Regions from separate parts of the Mus musculus genome. Here regions 1 and 2 are each linked to region 3. Evidence: chromatin contacts called from public Hi-C data. All regions are on one chromosome and are shown on one strand. Each heading gives the region's core, a stretch centred on a gene start, on an enhancer-like site or on the middle of the called end of the contact. The rest is flanking DNA. Distances are from core to core; before and after follow the strand shown.

Evidence for each region. Hi-C and Micro-C count contacts between places; a contact is called where the count stands out from the background.
Region 1: a contact with region 3 is called in a Hi-C map of the N1E-115 cell line, with 2.9 times the contacts expected there. The contact joins two enhancer-like sites. A contact is called at or near these places in 6 of 484 Hi-C or Micro-C datasets (the G1E-ER4 cell line, the N1E-115 cell line, cerebellum and 1 more), 2 of 115 datasets of contacts at active chromatin or transcription factors (both in embryonic stem cells) and 1 of 9 other capture datasets (embryonic stem cells).
Region 2: a contact with region 3 is called in a Hi-C map of the N1E-115 cell line, with 3 times the contacts expected there. The contact joins two enhancer-like sites. A contact is called at or near these places in 1 of 484 Hi-C or Micro-C datasets (the N1E-115 cell line) and 1 of 9 other capture datasets (embryonic stem cells).

The regions. Positions count from the first base shown.
Region 1 is chr1:62,396,443-62,400,251 of GRCm38.p6, reverse strand. All of the region lies in intron 18 of Pard3b (par-3 family cell polarity regulator beta), which reads right to left. Among named protein-coding and RNA genes, the nearest start is that of Gm34881, 130 kb to the left of the region's middle. Within about 2 kb of position 1,826, at least 32 of the 459 cell types and tissues checked have an H3K27ac peak or open chromatin away from gene starts, as enhancers often do. A contact at or near this core is called in the N1E-115 cell line, where this site is marked.
Region 2 is chr1:62,354,044-62,357,764 of GRCm38.p6, reverse strand. All of the region lies in intron 18 of Pard3b (par-3 family cell polarity regulator beta), which reads right to left. Among named protein-coding and RNA genes, the nearest start is that of Gm34881, 170 kb to the left of the region's middle. Within about 2 kb of position 1,949, at least 5 of the 459 cell types and tissues checked have an H3K27ac peak or open chromatin away from gene starts, as enhancers often do. A contact at or near this core is called in the N1E-115 cell line, where this site is marked.
Region 3 is chr1:62,975,196-62,979,195 of GRCm38.p6, reverse strand. It overlaps Gm38513 (a long non-coding RNA gene), which reads left to right. Exons shown (of 3, transcript XR_373452.3): 3 at 3,821-4,000. Among named protein-coding and RNA genes, the nearest start is that of Gm38513, 4.2 kb to the left of the region's middle. Within about 2 kb of position 2,180, at least 6 of the 459 cell types and tissues checked have an H3K27ac peak or open chromatin away from gene starts, as enhancers often do. A contact at or near this core is called in the N1E-115 cell line, where this site is marked.

The DNA of each region.
Region 1 (3,809 bases), core at 577-3,076, 580 kb after region 3:
GAAATTAAGACATTCTGATGATCCTAGTTTAGAGTAGCACAATACTATCTTTTTAAACCAAATCTGTCTTTTTGAAGGTAGACCATGTAGCTTCATGAGAGCCAGCTTGGCTAGCATGTGCAAGGCCTTGGGTTTGTTCCTTGGCAGCATATAACATTGCTACCAAATAACTTTAATTATGGGTATCTCTCAAGCACCTCAAGTAAATGTGGAGCAGAAAAGAATTAGGAACATGGATTAGGAGGGACCATTAAATAGAAAAATGTCACAATTTGTAGACAAATGTCATAGAGCCATGAGTAAGAAGTACTTTTCATACTCAGTCAGTGTCATCATTTTGTCTAAGCTCCATCCCAGTTACCTGGCAACAGCCAGGTATGCCTGACTCACTATAAAAGGGGCTGTTTGGCCCCTCCTCTTGCTCTCTTGCTCTGTCCTTTTGTCCTTTCCCCCTTCTCTCTCCACAGGCTTATGGCTGGCCTCTACTTCTCTTCTTTTCTCTTCTCTTCTCTTCTCTTCTCTTCTCTTCTCTTCTCTTCTCTTCTCTTCTCTTCTCTTCTCTTCTCTTCTCCTCTCCTCTCCTCTCCTCTCCTCTCCTCTCCTCTCCTCTCCTCTCCTCTCCTCTCCTCTCCTCTCCTCTCCTCTCCTCTCCTCTCCTCTCCTTTCTCTCTCTCTCTCTCTCTCTCTCTCTCTCTCTCTCTCTCTGTCTCTGCTTTTCTCTGCCCTCTGCCTCTATTGCCCTCTTAACTCCCCTCCTCATGCCCTTAATAAACTATTCTACTCTATAAAGTCCTGTGGCTGGTCCCTCAGCGGGAAGGGATGCCTCTGGATAGGCCCGCCGAGGAACCCCCTTCCCCCACACCTCACTACACCTCCATAGAACATATCCCCCCTCTCTTTATCATTTTATAAACACACCAGTCAGAAGACACTGAAGCAAATTAGGTGCTATACTACAGTGGAAATGTGTGGCAGAGGATCTAGTCACCAGAAAACATGGACATTATTGTTCTTACACATTACATGCTATATTGTGAAGACAACATATATTGCTATTTAGAGACATAGATGATTTTCTAAAGCTGCACTTTCCTAAAAGCAGAAAGGTAAATTTTAAGCTTGGTCATTTAGCCATTCATAAATTGGAGGCATTGGGAGCTATTTTTTTTTTTTTTTTTGGAACCAATAAAGCAAAGTCAGTGATGGCAACACTGGGAGAAAGATTCAGGGTAAGCAATCCGACATAGAGTCTTTCCCAAACATCACACGCCTACTAATCACCATTCAGCCCACAGTTCTCTATAGGCTTAAAATGGTAAAAGCAAGCTGTCTACAAGCTGCACTTCCCAAGATCTGGAGGAGACAAATCTCTGCGCTCCCAGAGAAAAGAACAAGACAGTTCCAAGATGAGAGTCTAAGCAAATAGAAAAGAAAGGAAAAGACAAGACAGCGTAAGAAGGAAGGGAGGGAGAAGACAGACATGTGACAGGAAAACCTGAGGCAGGAGTGGAGGCTACCTAGGGGAGCTAGACTGCAGTGCCTGGAAAGGTGAGGCATGGAGATATGATCAAACAGGAACTGTAGAAACCAGCCTATAATCCAAATCCAACTCAAAAGGACTCGGTAAAACCAGTTGTGTTGGGAGTGGTTACATCTGAGAGTGAGCTCAGGCTTGAGAGAAAATGCAGGAGACAATAAAAGGAATTGTTAACGTATGTTTAGAGTGAACAGGAGGCATGATTCATACCCCCCTGGGGGCAGATAGTACAGTATTAGCAGATGACAGGAGAGACAACAGCGACCATTAGCATTCCAAAGGCTCCTCTCTTTCCTATCAATGAGAATGATCTTCTGACTAAGCCACAAAACAACAGATTAGGAAGGAGCCAAAGCCCCAGAGAGGTGATAAAACTACAAGGGATCATCTAGCTGCTTTATAGGAGTCCATGTCTCTGGGCCTAAATGAATCTCAGCCCATCTCACTGAAGGAACGCTTCCTGGCTGCTGTGCTGCAATAAATTCACTCTGGGAGAGGTGAAAGGCGCAGAGAAACCAGACCAAAGTCACACTTTTAAAGGAGTGGGGTGGGGAGAGAGGAAGAGAGGCCCTTTGAAAACAGCAGGATACATTTAAAGGTGATGGTTTATAGAAACTAAGGAGAGATAAATAAGAATAGGAAAGTTGCTAAGCACAGAAAAGGACTAAGACCTACCAAACTCACTCCTTTTCTTTCCTAAAAGACTGGCCAGTGGGGCCAGGGTGTAAAGATCTTTATCTTTCTCAAGGTGGCTTGGTGAGTCAGGAGTTAGGCATGAACGCATTGACAAGTACTTATTTAGATTCCCCTAAAGCCAGTGTTATCTATGGCTTCCTTATCCACGTAGGGCTTTCTTATGCCTTTGGCAAATATTAAGCCCCGATTGTCCCCTCCTCTTTGCAGCTGCTCCTGGAGAGGCATGGTCTCCTTCCTGGAGACATTTAGCCTTCAGCACTATCAGGAACTACCCTTGACTTTTTCAGGAGAATCTTACGCGTTCTTTGATTTTTCTTAGCTGAAGACTTTCTTAGACACTTTAGAAGTCTTTGCTTCACACCCTTCTTTTTCCATGTTTAATGAGAAGACTAGGTCTCCTCTCTCCTATCCTAGGCTGTATTGCAATAATCTTCTGGCTCCCCTCACCCATGCAAATTCACACCCCTCCAGTGGCACACACCTAGGCCCTTGACAACCCTTCTTCTTCTGAACCCTTTCCCTTCCCTCCTCTGTCTTTCTTTTCTTTTTCTTTTGTTTGTCTTTTCCTCCTTTCTTTCTTTCCTTTTCCCCCTTATTCCCCATCTCCTTTGAAAAGTCTTGTACACACATGTATGTGTGTATGTGTTCACATGTGGGAGACATATGGACAACACGAGTGTGGTCAAAGGGCAGGCTTGAGCATCATTCTTCTTTGCCTTGAGGCAGTGTCTGTCTTGTTACTGCAACGCATGGCAGGCTAGCTGGCTCCCAAGCTCCTGGTGAGTTTCCTGCTTCTGCCTCCCATCTCCATGTAGGTCAGCAGTTCTCTGTGGGGTCACATATCATCCACCCATCATGTCAAATATTTGCATTACAATTCAAAACAGTAGTGAAATTACATTTATAATGTAGAAATGAGAGATAATTTTATGGTTGGGGGTCAACACAACACAAGGAGCCGCGTTAAAGGGTCACAGCATTAGAAAGATTGAGAGCCACTGCTGTGGGTGCATGCTGGGATTGTGCGTGTGTTTCTGTATCTGGCTTTGACAGGAATTCTGGGGATCTGAATTCAGGGTGTTGAGTTGGCATGGCAAGTACCCACTGAGATATCCTTCTGTCACCGCCCCCCCACCCCGCCAGCATTTCTAGACATGGGTTTTCTATGTAGCCCAGGCAATCCTCCTAATTTTCCTACTTCAGTTTTGGACACAGGCATGTGTTACCATGTTTGGTCATCTCTTTGTTTCTTAGTGAGTATGAGCCAGGCTATAATTTATCTTCTAAATAAATTCCACTCAAGAAGTTTTTATGCAGTCTATTCTGTGCCCAACACCCAATCCAAAGTGTGTAAGACATATTCCTGTCCTCAACTACATCAGCATCACCAGCAAACATGAGCATGCACGTCTGAGAATCCCTGGGAACTGCTTGTATACCATGATTAAGTAACTACTAGAACATGTCCCTCCCCATCCTCACCCCCAGAACCTTGTGTTTCATGGGTACTCAATACTTCTCTTTGTTTTATTAAGGAAAGAGTGAATAAACATATGTTGGTTCAAATTCAACATGC
Region 2 (3,721 bases), core at 700-3,199, 620 kb after region 3:
AGTACTGTATGAAATGTAATAAATTCAAATTTCTGATGATGAAATTAGGAATGCAACATTTGAGCAGGCTTGGTAGGCAATTCTGCAATGCTGCAGACTTTAAGACGGCAATATCCACGACAAAATATTACTAATAGATTTTATTTTAAGAACTTGCTATTGTCAGTTCCTTTTTCATGTAGCATCTCATTTACTCCGCAACTCTGTCAGGCAAACACCACCATGACTTCACAGGAGAGGCTAATGACACAGCAGTTAAGTCAATGTTGAAGTTACTCTTTGTGTTATGAAAAAGTATGTAAGTAAAGCAATTTGAAAGAGGAAAGATTTACTTTGTCCTATGCTTTCGGAAATATTTTAGGCCACTGTAGCATGGACTGTGCGAGCATGTGTGCCCCTCCGTCGCAGTGGGCCTGGACTAGCAGGAAGCATCACACGAAAAGGTCTGCCCTGGAGACATAGCTCCACCCGTGAAGTCCTGCCTTGTAAAGGCTCCACAGCCTTCTGAACATCACTATAGGCTAGGGATCAAATAACACATTTCAGATTCAGATAGAATCCTTAACAAGGACCTATGGTTAGAACAAGCAGACCTGAGATTTGTATCCAAGTGAAATTTCCCAAGATCTTCTCTCTGCTACCATGTTATATTACATTTTAATATAGAGGTGTTTATTAACTATCTGATGATGGTAGTTGTGTTAGGATGAACTGAAATGAAGAAAGGGGGAATGCAGGCCAATTAGCCAGGTTGCTACTGAAACAACGTATTTAGAATAATCAATCAAATTATAGTGGCACAATGTACAGAGGGGCAATGGAATAGAACACCCAGAAGTGCAAGGCAGTACTTTTCACACATCAGTAGAATTTATGGATGGGAGGGTGAGGAGAGGCAGGGAGGATACATCCTAGATATCATGGGATCTCAGGTGTTGCATCAAACATAATTAGGAAAGTCAGCATAAGCTGGTGACTTCCATGGGTAGATTACCAATTAGACTTTAACCTTGTTGAAGTTGAGGTTGAAAGTAGCCAATAGTTTGAGAAACAAATTGGATTGTGTCCAAAGTCTGGTGGCTATTATAGTCCAAAAGTGTTTATACACCTCCTATCTATTTTCCAATTTAAGTAATGCATCTCCTATGTGTTTTTAATTGCACTGGGAAGTCTTTTTTCTTGTTTTATGAGCAAAACAGTCAGTTACTGTGCTCCCAATTTGAGCCTTTCCTTTTAATTATGAACTAGTTCATGTTATAAAATTATTTTGATATCACCTGAAGACATCTAATCCAATTGGAAACCCAATAGATGGCAAGAGTAAATAAATGGCATGTGTCCTGCCTCATCCTGCAATTATCTGCAAGGAAAACTATTGGCCACTGTCGTTGCCCATGCATGTGGAAGATGGACATTAGTAAATTATATTGAAGTTTTCAGATAAAAGGTGCTAATCAGAGATCTGATTCCATCCTAGCCTAGTCAAAGTATTAAACCTCAACGTGTCATTCCCTAATCATATTAAGTAAACATCCCACAAGGACATGACATTGTGCTGGACACAGGGCAAGGCCTATTAGGCAAATACATCCCCACTAGGAACTTACAAGTGTTTGTATATACAGATAAAACTGTTGTTAGCATGCTTTATTAGATACTTAATATGAGTATGCAAATAAGTCCATCAGAAAATTGTCTGCATTTTATTAATCTAGCATCTTTAATGATTATATTTCATCTTAAATGCTAATGACATTTATTTATGATTGTGTACCTTCCATTTGAGTGCCTGTGCAAGTTCCTTTTAGCATATCAATTGCTTCAAAAGTGAAACCACTGGACTTTTGTCCTGATCGGTTAACAAATCTAAACCTCATTATCCCAGAATGAGATAAAGTAGTGTGTTCTCCTCCAGTGCTGTTGTGTAATTTGCATTAACGTAATGGGAGTTGGGCAGGCGTATTAAGAGCAGAAGGAACCCTAATTAAACAAATAAGCCTTTTGGTTGACACCCTATGTGATCACTCTTTCCTGTGATAAGTATGAGAAAATCAAATCACCCTACTGCTTTGGGCAGCAGAGAACAAGAGCTGCAGAATAATCAAGATTACACGGAGTAGGAAGGGACAGCAAGGAGCAGCAATCAGACTTTGAATAGAAGGTAGCCATCCATTTTCATATTAATTAACTCTATACAGGGCCCTCATCCTTCCATGAACACATCGTCAGAAAACAGAGGGATAAACAAACATTTGCAGACATGCTTGAGAGCTGAAAAAAATGATTAAAGCCATAGAGCAAACAAGCCTGCCCGCTGGGTACCCCAGCATCTCATTTGTCTTTGTGCTCCGCCCAGCTGATGAGTAGCCCTTCTCTCTCAGGTTCATCTTTTAGTTAAGCAATAAACCTTGGCTCTATGTAGCATTTTAGTGAGTATTCTTGTAGATATTGCTGTCCTTTCTATCACTCATAAACTTCTTTAAATCTTTATGCCCACAATCCACACACAACGTTGTGCTAATTTTCTCTTCTTGTGTTCAGGTGCAGACTAACAAAACTTCAGATGTATTACATGCAAATGAATAACTTTTATCAACGATCACACTACTGGGTTTCATGGAAGTCAATATCTGTATGTTACTGCCTCTAGTTTCTAATTCCATTCCAAGCTCCACACTGCTCATAAAGAGTGCATTTCCAGCCAAGACCTGCGGTAGTAATGATGAAAAAAAAAAGAAGTGATAGCTATGGTGTCACCCTGCCTGAATTTAAAAATACTAAAGAAATTAAGGTTAGACTTAATTTGAAAAAAATTGGCAAGTTAACAAAATGAAACAACAAAACTTTTATGATTCATTTTGTGAAAAATAAAGTAAATACTTTTTAAAGATTTATCTTTAGATGTGTGTGTGTGTGTGTGTGTGTGTGTGTGTGTGTAGGTGCTCACAAAGTCCAGAAGACAGTGTGAGAATTCCAGAAGTTTAGAGTTAGGATGGTTGTGAACTACTGGATTTAGGTACTAGCAATGAATTTGAGTCCTCTGCATGAGCAATACAGACCTGAGACATCTCTCCAGACTTCAAGAGTAAATAGTTAAAGATGAATTTAGGAGAGAAAATCCCTTTACAAAGGGACCAAACCTGATCTCTCTTCTATGCTGATGGGGGCTAACATCCATTTCTTCCCCTGGCAATCAGGGACAGTCATGGAGAACAATGGATAGCTGCATTTACTCTAAGTAGCTTTTCAGAATACATTGGTTTTTTTTCTACAGTCATACTTCTCTCAGGAGCAACACATGCAGCTACTTTATCCTGATCAGTAAAGTGCTCTCAATGTATCTAACTTGAAGCCAAATTAAGAACTTTGGCCTTTATTTTTCATTTGAGATTTCATGTTTCAAATGGCTTGAACCTCATGATAAAAAGCACCTAAACTCTAGCCTATGGCTTGCCCTTTTGCCTTTGGGGAGATGCCTGTTAAAATTTCATTGGACTGGCTGCATTAGCAGAGCTGCCCTTCATGCTCATAAAGCTGACGGGCTACCCAGATGTTTACAGCCACTATCTGGGAAGAGGTAATGACAGGCTGTGGCCACATTACATTTATTGTACATGAGACCTGTAACAGCCATTATGGGATCAAGCCGAGAGGACAAATATAGCACACATGCCATGTCCCTGGTGACTTGAGTATTCGGTGCTCTCTCTAACCCGATTTA
Region 3 (4,000 bases), core at 931-3,430:
GACTTTCAACTGAGAAAATGACTTTATAAGATTGGGCTGTAGGCAAGCATGTAGGGCATTTTCTTAATTAGTGATTGACGTGGGATGACCCAGACCACTGTGGGTGCTGCTGTCCCTTAGGCTGGCGGTCCTGGGTTCTATAAGAAAGCAGGCTGAACAAAGTCAGCAAGCAGCAGCACTCCGTGACTCTGCATTTGCTCCTGCTTCCAGATACTCCAGATACTCCAGATACTTCCAGATACCTGTTTAAGTTCCTGCCCTGAGTTCCTTCAGTGATGGACTGTGGATTTGGAAATATAGCCAAATAAAACCCTTTCTCTCCAATTTGCCTTTGGTCATGGTGCTTCATCATAGCAAGAGTAACCCTAAGGATCCCCTTTTGTACATGTGGGATTTTCTACCCTCACCCTAGTTCCCAACATAATGGCTCTGAGACGGAATTATTTATGAATAAATGCCTAGGCCAAAAGCCTTGTTTCCCTCCCTCCCCGCCCCCCCCACACTGGTTATCCTGTTTATTCTATGCTAAGTCCTGCCACGAGGTTAGTTAGCTTTCCTCAGGTTCATGGAACTGTCTCCATCAGTATTCTGGGTGAATCCTCCCTGCATCTGACTGCTTTCCAGACTCTCTCCCTGCCAGAACTCTCAGCTCCTACTTCCTACCTTAGCTAATTGACAAACAGCTTATTTATTGACATGGATGCTTCCAAACACTACACAAGAGATTCTCTCTATACCCTTTCCTTGTCTGTTCCAAATGATAACTCAATAGAGAGGGGAAGAGTTTGAGGCACAGTTATAGCACAGGCTGAACATTCTTCATCTGAAGTGCTTGGCATTCCGACACCAGATTTTGAAATATTTACATAGATTGTCATTTGAACATTCCTAATCTAAAACGTTGAAATGCTACAAAATCCGAGGCTGTTTGAGTGCAAAAAGTTGTATTTTGGACTAGAGATGCTCAATCTATATTTTACGACTTCTTTTTCTAATTAATATACACTACATACATATACAATCTTTTGGTTTGTGTTTGTGTGTTTGATGGGGTTTTACTATGTATACCTGGCTAGCTTTACATTTTCTCTGTAACCCAAGCTGGACTCAAACTAACAGCAAATCTTCTGAGTATTGGGGTTACAGGTGTGTGTTACCATACCTGTAACAATTTCCACTTAAACAGAACTAAAACTAATGCTGAAAATAATCTTATAGCCACTGTGATTAGAACAAAGGACCCTTGATTACATAACTGAAGCTTTGGTCATCATGGGGCATAGTTTAGTGGTACAGCAGCTGCGAGGCTCTGGGTTAAATTGCCAAAACCACAAAAATTAGTAAGAAAAATTTCAGATATCACATTATAGTTATTGCTTACTAGGCTTAGGATTCATTTAAAAGAACAGAACCAAAGCCAGGGGACAGTCCCTGAATTCTGACAAGAAAATTTACAATACTGTAACCAAAGAATGACTCCTAATTTTATTTTTTTTCAAAACCTTATTTGTAATCCATTTGGAAAATTAAACTAGCACACCATAGTATTAAGATTATGCACATAAACATGCACCATTAGGGAATTGTATGATTTTTATTTCTTTTAATGTATTTTAACAGATGGTTTCTAAATATATATATATATACATATACATATATATTAAAGCTACTATATATATTAAGAATATGAAGATGTACCAAATAGAATTGCAATGTAAAGGATCTAAATATCATGCACACAATTTTAAAGGCTGCTGAAGGTAAAGCTGGCTCTCTTAAGGATGATCATGATCATTGAGAGTAAAGCCACAGGAGAGAGTGAGGTTGAAGACTTGCTATTGTTATTGTTATTAATCCCACCTTCACCCAACAGGCTTTAAAACACTCCATTTCATCTTCTCTTTGGATTTTGCATGAAAAATGGCAAGCACAAAAAAAAAAAAAAAAAAAAAAAGCAAATTGTTGCAAATAAAGGTAAGGTCTTGGAAGCCACAAGGGGCAGGGTGTATTTGGTACATCTGGTCGACCTTGAGCAGTTCTTTGGCATTCAGCCTCTCCAATGAGAGCTTTTATTTACCCTAGTCCTTTAATCACATCCACCTCCCACCATGAAGGGGCAGAGTCTTCCTGAGACAGAGTAGGAACTGGTCCCCTGCAAGCATCAGAGTAATGTCAACAGAAAACTCTTTCATGATTGATCCCACTTGAGCAAGAGCTGCTGAGCTCCGCCATGGATGAACCTGACCTTAGACATGGAGCAGGGCAGCAGCTGTGCAAGCAGGAGTGACTAAGTCTGTCCGTGAAATGTGTGCATCTCCTCAAACACGTGAAACAATACAATGAGTTAGTCACACAGGGAATCCATTAGACTTGGCAATTTAATTTCTACTTCCTTGAGCTCTTTTCTTGAGGGCTTGGGGGAGGGGTGTCTCCCTACTTAGCATAATAGATCTCATTAGATTCTGCAGGAATTCTTGGCTTATTCTTTGGGCTATTTATAAGAATATGAGTTTTTTTTTTTTTTTTAATTCAGTCTTGTCTGAAAAGAAAACAGGATATAAGCTTTGATCACTTACCAGTTCAGATTAACACTGAAATGTTCAAGGTTGGAGATCTGTCAGATGGGGCAGCAGAAAATATCGTTATCTTCAAACAAGGGAAGTGCAGATGAACGGATTTCACATCCAAATAACACTTACGGACTGTATGCTTTACTAAACTGAAAATTCTCCATTCCAAGTCACTGAGTGTTCAAAGCTTCACAGAATAAATCTGTATTAAATGAAAAATAAATCAATTGTCATGGTTGTATAGCCCAGAAAATTTACAGCTGAACTAAGACAGAGAAAGTGACCCCTCCCTCATCCTTCCTACTGTCAGTCTCAGGCCTTCACACCTTCAGATCAGGATGACAGGGTGGGTGGGTGCAGGCAGCAGAGAGTACACTTGCTTTGCTATTTTTGTTGGTCACTTGTGTGTTTTATCAGGAGAACTTTCATGACTGGGTGGCAGCCTGGATGCTCTGTGGCCACTTCCAGATGTTGCCTGGCCTTCCTCTTCTAGCAGGGTTGCCTTTCATTTGAAAATTTCAGCCTTCTGTACTCTAGAAACACAAGACAGGAATATCTATCTTTTAAAACATGGCTTTTTGATTATATATATATATACACATACACACACACACACACACACACACACACACACACACACACACACCTAATCTTTCAACTCTGGGTGGCAACCAAGAGCAACAGCAATATCCTGTAAACTTTTGGGAGCCTCTTGGACAAGTCCAATCAACAACTCAAAAGAGGGCTTCTCAGGCTGGGAAATGGGATTTTTGTTAGATGGTCTTTGTTTCTTGGAAGGAACATTGCTAGACCAGATGGAAATATTTCATTTAAACTATATATGAATATTTACACACAGACTTATTTGTGCTATATTTTTAGGCAGATAGTTAATAGTGTGAGTGTGATTCTTTATGACTTTTTTTGGACTTCTTACAGTGATTTTTTTCTCCTCCCTCCTTCTGTATTTATCCCCCTCTCTCCTCCCTAATTAGAGGTCCTTGTTTTTATCTATTTCTCCCATCAGAAAACTTGTACCCTGCTCTTTTGCTCTCATACCCATACTCTAGAAATGGCCCCTTTTTATTTTCATGGTGTTTACTTCAGGACATGAGCTTAAATCTGAAGGTTTGGAGGTAGGATCCTGCAATGAGAGAGAACATGCCATGTTTGTCTTTCTGGGTCTGGGTTACTTCATTAAATATAATTTTTCTAATTCATGTACCTGAGATTTTCATTTCTCTTTCCAGCTGACTAGTATTCCACAGTGGACCACATTTTCATTATCCAGCAACTCAGGTTGTTTCCATCTCCTAGCCTCTGTGAAAGGAGCATCAGTGAACATGGTTGAGTGAGTATCTGTGGTTTAGGATGTCGAGTCCTGTGGGTGTATGCTAAGGAGTGGAATAGCTGGGCCATAGGGTACATTT